Linked DNA regions of Mus musculus: region 2 is linked to region 1. A link is a contact called in public HiChIP or PLAC-seq data. All regions are on one chromosome and are shown on one strand. Each heading gives the region's core, a stretch centred on a gene start, on an enhancer-like site or on the middle of the called end of the contact. The rest is flanking DNA. Distances are from core to core; before and after follow the strand shown.

What was found. HiChIP or PLAC-seq counts read pairs in DNA pulled down with a chosen protein or histone mark.
Region 2: an HNF4G HiChIP or PLAC-seq map of pancreatic cancer cells shows a contact between it and region 1. The contact joins the enhancer-like site here to the promoter of Lad1 in region 1. A contact is called at or near these places in 3 of 39 promoter capture datasets (embryonic stem cells and macrophages), 1 of 484 Hi-C or Micro-C datasets (cerebral cortex), 1 of 115 datasets of contacts at active chromatin or transcription factors (pancreatic cancer cells) and 2 of 9 other capture datasets (liver and pancreatic islet).

Annotation. Positions count from the first base shown.
Region 1 is chr1:135,817,142-135,820,017 of GRCm38.p6, forward strand. It overlaps Lad1 (ladinin), which reads left to right and starts at 1,457. Exons shown (of 10, transcript NM_133664.3): 1 at 1,457-1,875. The coding sequence starts at 1,838.
Region 2 is chr1:135,894,220-135,896,947 of GRCm38.p6, forward strand. The region is part of intron 2 of Pkp1 (plakophilin 1); the gene reads right to left. Among named protein-coding and RNA genes, the nearest start is that of Pkp1, 24 kb to the right of the region's middle. Within about 2 kb of position 1,387, at least 20 of the 459 cell types and tissues checked have an H3K27ac peak or open chromatin away from gene starts, as enhancers often do. A contact at or near this core is called in pancreatic cancer cells, where this site is marked.

The DNA of each region.
Region 1 (2,876 bases), core at 207-2,706:
TTCCTAGAACCCCCTGGATATCAGCTTTCCATGACTCAGACTCCCAATGTCACCTTCAACAGGATGGATGACCTTCCCAAAATTGTGTGATCCTTCAAACTGCTACTGATCCAAACTGCTACTGAGCACACCTGTGCCCAGCAAAGTGTTGAGGCGACTCTGAGGCGAGATTCCCTTTCAATGCTTGGAAGCCAGGACATGGACACAGATTCCAACTCCATGTTATTGAAACTTCCCTCCCTCCTCTTTCCCACTCATCCCCTGTCCATGGGCTACGGGGCGCACAGTGCCAAGTCTCTCCGAGCTCCCACACCAACATCCAATGAACTATTGGACAGCTTTTTCTAAAACCTTTAATTCAAATGGGTGTTGAATGCAGTTGACAGCTTGACCATATGGAGACAGGTCCCCAAATGGAGTATCATAAGGTCCAAATGGCAAGAAACCCTCTGTTGGTCTCTGGTCAACTTCCTCCCTAAGACCTCTGGAATCCTTGTCCCTTGACCTGAATCCCTGACTCTGGAATCCTTGTCCTGAATCCCAGTTCCTCTCACATCGGGCAGAGGTATGTGAATCACTTCTGGGCCCACAGTTCAGCTTCCCAAAGCTCTTGCTAACCCCACTTCCTGTTCAGTGTCACCTTTGATTACACACTCCTCCCCCATCCCCTTCTTCGTTTCCTTTGTAGATTACAAAAATGGCCCCTCCAGCTCGAAGTGGTGGCTCCTGCCTTTAATTCCAGCATCCTCAGCTTTCAGGAGGCAGAGGCAGGTAGATCTCGAGAGGCAATCAGGCCAGACTCTGACATCCCATCCTGTGTGCTGGGCAGCACCCCAGCCTTCTCTGAACAGTGCCAGTAGCAGCTATTGATTCCATTTCTGATCTTTCAAGGAAAATAAAATTCCCCATCTAGGTATCTGACCTTACACATTCAGTAAGGAGGTAGGTTCCCGAGTGGAAAGCAGCTGGTGCTGCGCTCGCCCACGGGTTCCCACGGGTTCCCACGGGTGGTGTCCGAGTTGCCTCAGGTTATTGCAGTATTAATCTCAGTTACTTATGGACCCTCTTCCTACGACACAGTTATACACCTGTGGGGTATCAAGGAACAGGACCGTGCTTTTGGCGCATATGGTTTTTCATAGCGGTGTCCACTCTATTTTGGCGGGCTTGAGTCTCAGCTCCTTTGAGGAGGGGCTGGTTTTCTTACGCAGTGTCTGCTTATCTAAGCCGAGTCTTTCAGGTAGTTTCTGACCCCCGGGGTGTTTTCTAGGAGCCCCTTACTTCTTCACCGTTGCAGGCACTCTACACCCAAGACTACGGTACCTGATCTAACCTTTCTCCCTGCCTTCCAGCTCTTGGGTTTCTGCCGGCTAAGTCGATTTCCAGGCAGCGAGCTCAGCCTGACCCCGATCTTTGGGTTCCGTCCTCCCCCCAACCCCCTCCCCGACTCCCTGGCACTCTGGACCGCGACTCCCAGGGAAGACGCGGGCCGGCGCCGAGCTGGTCCAACTGGTTCTGAGCAGGAAGTCTCCCGCCCTCGCCCGGGGCAGCAGAGCAGCCCCGCGCTAGCCCCGGCGTGGGTGCAGCCCGCAGCTCGGTGCGACCGTCCCGCAGAGCGGCCGCGCGGGAGACCCGCCCCAGCGGTGATCAGCGCGGCTTTGTCTGGGACGCCCACACCTCAGAGGCCGCTCCTCCGGCCGGCGAATGGGAGCGCGGCGGCGCGGGGCCGAGCCGGGCTGAGATAAGCGGCCATGTGACCCTACCTGGCGCGGGGAGGGGCCGCAGGTGAGCGGCGGAGCAGGGAGCTCGGCACGCGGCGGCCGTGGGGCTCGGCAGCATGTCGGTCAGCAGAAAGGACTGGTCCGCGCTGTCCAGGTGAGTGCAGCCACAGGGGCCGGGTGGCCCGAGGCTGGGGGGTGGGAGCTGTGCCCCTTCGGATCTCCTCTCCCAGACACAGGCCTGCTCTCCGGACGAAGTGAGACACTGGTCTTGTTGCTTTTCGGTGGGGATAGAATTGAGACCAAACTCTGGTCCCCCTAGGTGACAGAGCGGGTGGTCTCCTTGCTCCTTCTCAGCTTCCTGTCCCCTTAGGTCTTAACCAGTACGTTTAGGGTAAGGCTTTTCCGCAGCCTGGACAGCCCAGGGTGCTACTGTCTGTGAGGGCAAGGGACCGTTTTAGGGGGCTGGGAAAATTCAAGAGTTACCCCAAGACTTATTCTTGAGCGGACCCTCAGCCTCTGCGCCTCTGTTAAGAGTTTTAGAATGGATCTGGGAAGTGTCCTTTAGCCCCACCTTATGGAGTCAACAGAACCCGGGTGTGTGAATAGAATCAGAGAAAGTAGCACCCCCACCCCATCCCAAAGAGAGGCTCAAATTCTGAGCACAACATTTGGAGTGGTATCTATGCCACTTGAGGTAAGATGTTATCCTTGTCTGCGCTACAATCTGTGTTTGTGAATCTCAATGGGTCAGAGAATATCTTTGCCATTTCTGCCTGCTGGACAGCCTATCAGGGTCAGAGAAGCCTAGGAGGGGTCAGTATCTAGGAGGCCGCCCCTCTCTTTGTGGCTCCTCTTGGAGCTGCCCCTCCCTCTCCAGAAGTGTTGGAATGAGCATCCGTTCTTCCAATTCCTCACACTGAGTCCCTAACTGGGAAGGCATCCTTTGTCCTAAAGGTAACAGAGGCTCCGGCCAGAGCCCTGTCCTTTCTATTCCTCAGGTTCCAGTCAGGGTAAAATTGGCCTCTTGGCTTCTCTCAAGTGGGCTTTCAGTCTTCAGGTCTTTTGTGGGGTCGGAGCTACGACTGCAGGTGCAGCCCAGTATGGGTACCACCTCCTATCAAGGCATCTCTCACACTGAGAGCTGCTGCCCCTCAG
Region 2 (2,728 bases), core at 137-2,636, 77 kb after region 1:
AAATGTTTTCTTTCATTCTTCTCCTTCTTCCTGAAGACGGAGGTGTTTCAACCCACACTGATGCTCCCTCTCTTCCGGCTCATCCTTAGGTAGGAAGCTCTCAGGAGCCCACTGGGTCACTGTGTAGGCAAGGAACGTGAGTTCTAGAGTGAGCTGGATCAAAGCAAACCAATACATTTCTTAAGCTCCTACGGCCCAAGAAACCTGTATTTGCTGAAGTCTTCGGGCAGGACAGTAAGCAGCCATTCTGGACGAGGTGGCACCCACCTGACTGTTCTCTCTGCTTTCTTCTTTTGTATTGCTACCGATCGGACTGTGGTCCTAGGCACTTCCTAACTTCTCCCACCAGACCCCAGGGTCCCCCTGGCCCTGCCTCCTCAGACACTCAGACCTGCCTTTCTCAGGCAAAGCTTCCGTCAGTCCCAACTTTGCTGCAGAGCTTACTGTATCTCTGCTACTTACCAGGCAAGCACATCAACTTGACCCTATTCCCTCTAGCCCTCTATAACCCCCACAGCCAGCCATTTCTTCCCTCCTAACACCTCCCTCTCACACTGTCCCACAACAGCAGACATACCCTGGGCCCCTGCTTCACCTGCTCTCTGCCCACCATTTGAACTCTACATTTCTCTCAAGTCTCTGCCCAAACCTGTCATCTACATCGAGTCTGTTGTGCCCCTTCCTGGCTCTGGATGCCCACAGCTGGACTCCTCCAGCTGCACACCTAATATCCCCTGGTCTTGTCTGCTCTCTGGTTATCACAGCAGGGCTCATTTATTCTCCCAAGCTTTTCAAGCAAAAGGCATTTTACTGTGCCTAGCCCGATGAGTGGTGGTGGTAGTGGTGGTGGTGGTGGTGGTAGTGTGTGTGTGTCTATGTGTGTGTGTGTGTGTGTGTGTGTGTGTGTGTGTGTGTGAGCAGTGGCTGGGTTCCCAGCATGCACTGGTGGAAAAGAGAGGATTTCTCCTGGGAATGGAGGCTCCAGTTGCTGTTGAGCACTGGGTTCCCCATGGCCTCCTTGCCCAGGAGTCTACCACAGATGAAGTGGGCTGGTAGAGGATAGGAGGGCCTCTGAGCAGGGCAAGACAGGTGGCACAGACTGAGCTCTGCTGAGGTTCAGGACACTTCCCTTTACCCTGACCTGGGATATAGCTGATACCTGGCTGATCCCAGAAAATTCTATTTCGATTCTGCATAACCAGACAGAAACTGCCTAGCTCTTTGGGAGCTGTATGTGCAAGGCAGGCCAAGATGAAAAGAGTGTCCGTGTCCCCAGCTATTAGCCCATTTTGAAACCACGCTTCTGCCAACAAGGTGGGGCTGGCCAAACTGGCTCTGCCACAGGACACACCCTTCTCTGCCTGGCAAGTCACACACCCAGTGGAGTGTCCAACAGGGCCATGTTCAGCAAGGCAATCTCCCCACGCCCTTTGCATGAAAGCCAGTATGCATACAACTTCACAGAGTCCTCATCCCTTGTGGGCCCAGAGAGAGCTTTCTAGAGAAAGGACCTGACCAGAAAGCCCCTGCAGGACAGGCTTCATGGTTGTTAATCTCTCAACTACCATTGCCTGTCTGTGCCCACTGAGGACCCTTACACAGTAATGACAACAAGCTGTCTTGCATTTTACTAGGGATTTGTCCACTCCTGCGGAACAAGCTATATCTGATATGCAGATACTTTGTTGAGTGTTCCTGGGCCTTTTAGACTCTGTTCCTTTACCAACAAGGCATCCAAGAGGGGCACACAGGACCCAAGGCATAGAGAGTTCTCTGAAAGGCACAGAGGGTTGCTTATTTAGCAGTCTGAGTCAGTAAGTGAGCTGCTGAGATCTGAGTTACTAAAGATGGAACTTCATCAGGGAGAGAGTCAGTCTCTGACTCGTCTTGAGAAGCAGAGGGCCCAAACTGGGCTGGACTTCTTATTTCCTGGCACACAGTTGTAAGGACAACCACACTGGTCGGACTCCCCGATGTCCATTCAGGCACAGAGGTGCCACTTGGCCTTGAAGGAGGCTGGGGTGGGTGTTCCTCTTTGTGGAGTCTCAAAGGCAAAGAGACACAGCTGCAATTATGTCACCACAGCCTGAAACTCAGGGGCACTCCAGAAACACCCGAGAGATGCCCATGATCCCAAAGGTACTGTCTGGTTAACAGTTTTGTTTTGTTTCTTTGGTTTTTCAAGACAGGGTTTCCCTGTATATCTTTGACTGTCCTGGGACTTGCTCTGTAGACCAGGCTGGCCTTGAACTCACAGAGATCCACCTGCCTCTGCCTCCTGAGTGCTAGGATTAAAGGTCTGCACCTCCTCTTCCCCATTGGCAACCAGTTCCTATCTGAGAAGAGGAACAACGGCAGACTCCACTGTAGTCCAGCTCCAGGGCCCAAATACGTTTTGTTACTGATTTTTTTGTCTGTCTGTCTGCTTGAAATAGTCTTAACTCATTGTCCAGTCATAATTATTCTTTCTCAGCCTCCTAACTGTTAGGATTATAGGGATGAGCCACCTTAGAAAAACATTAAAATGTAAAAAACAAACGTTTGGGTGCCCATCTCGAAAGTGTACGTAGACTTTGTGAGAAAGCTGGCCAGTAACAAACACTCAGGGTCTCTCTTGACCTCCGAAGAGCATGAACTGGGAGCACCTACCAATACAATACGTAATAATGGTATTACGAGACATTTGCAGATAACTGAAGACGGAGCTCCCAAAGCATCTAGATGGCTG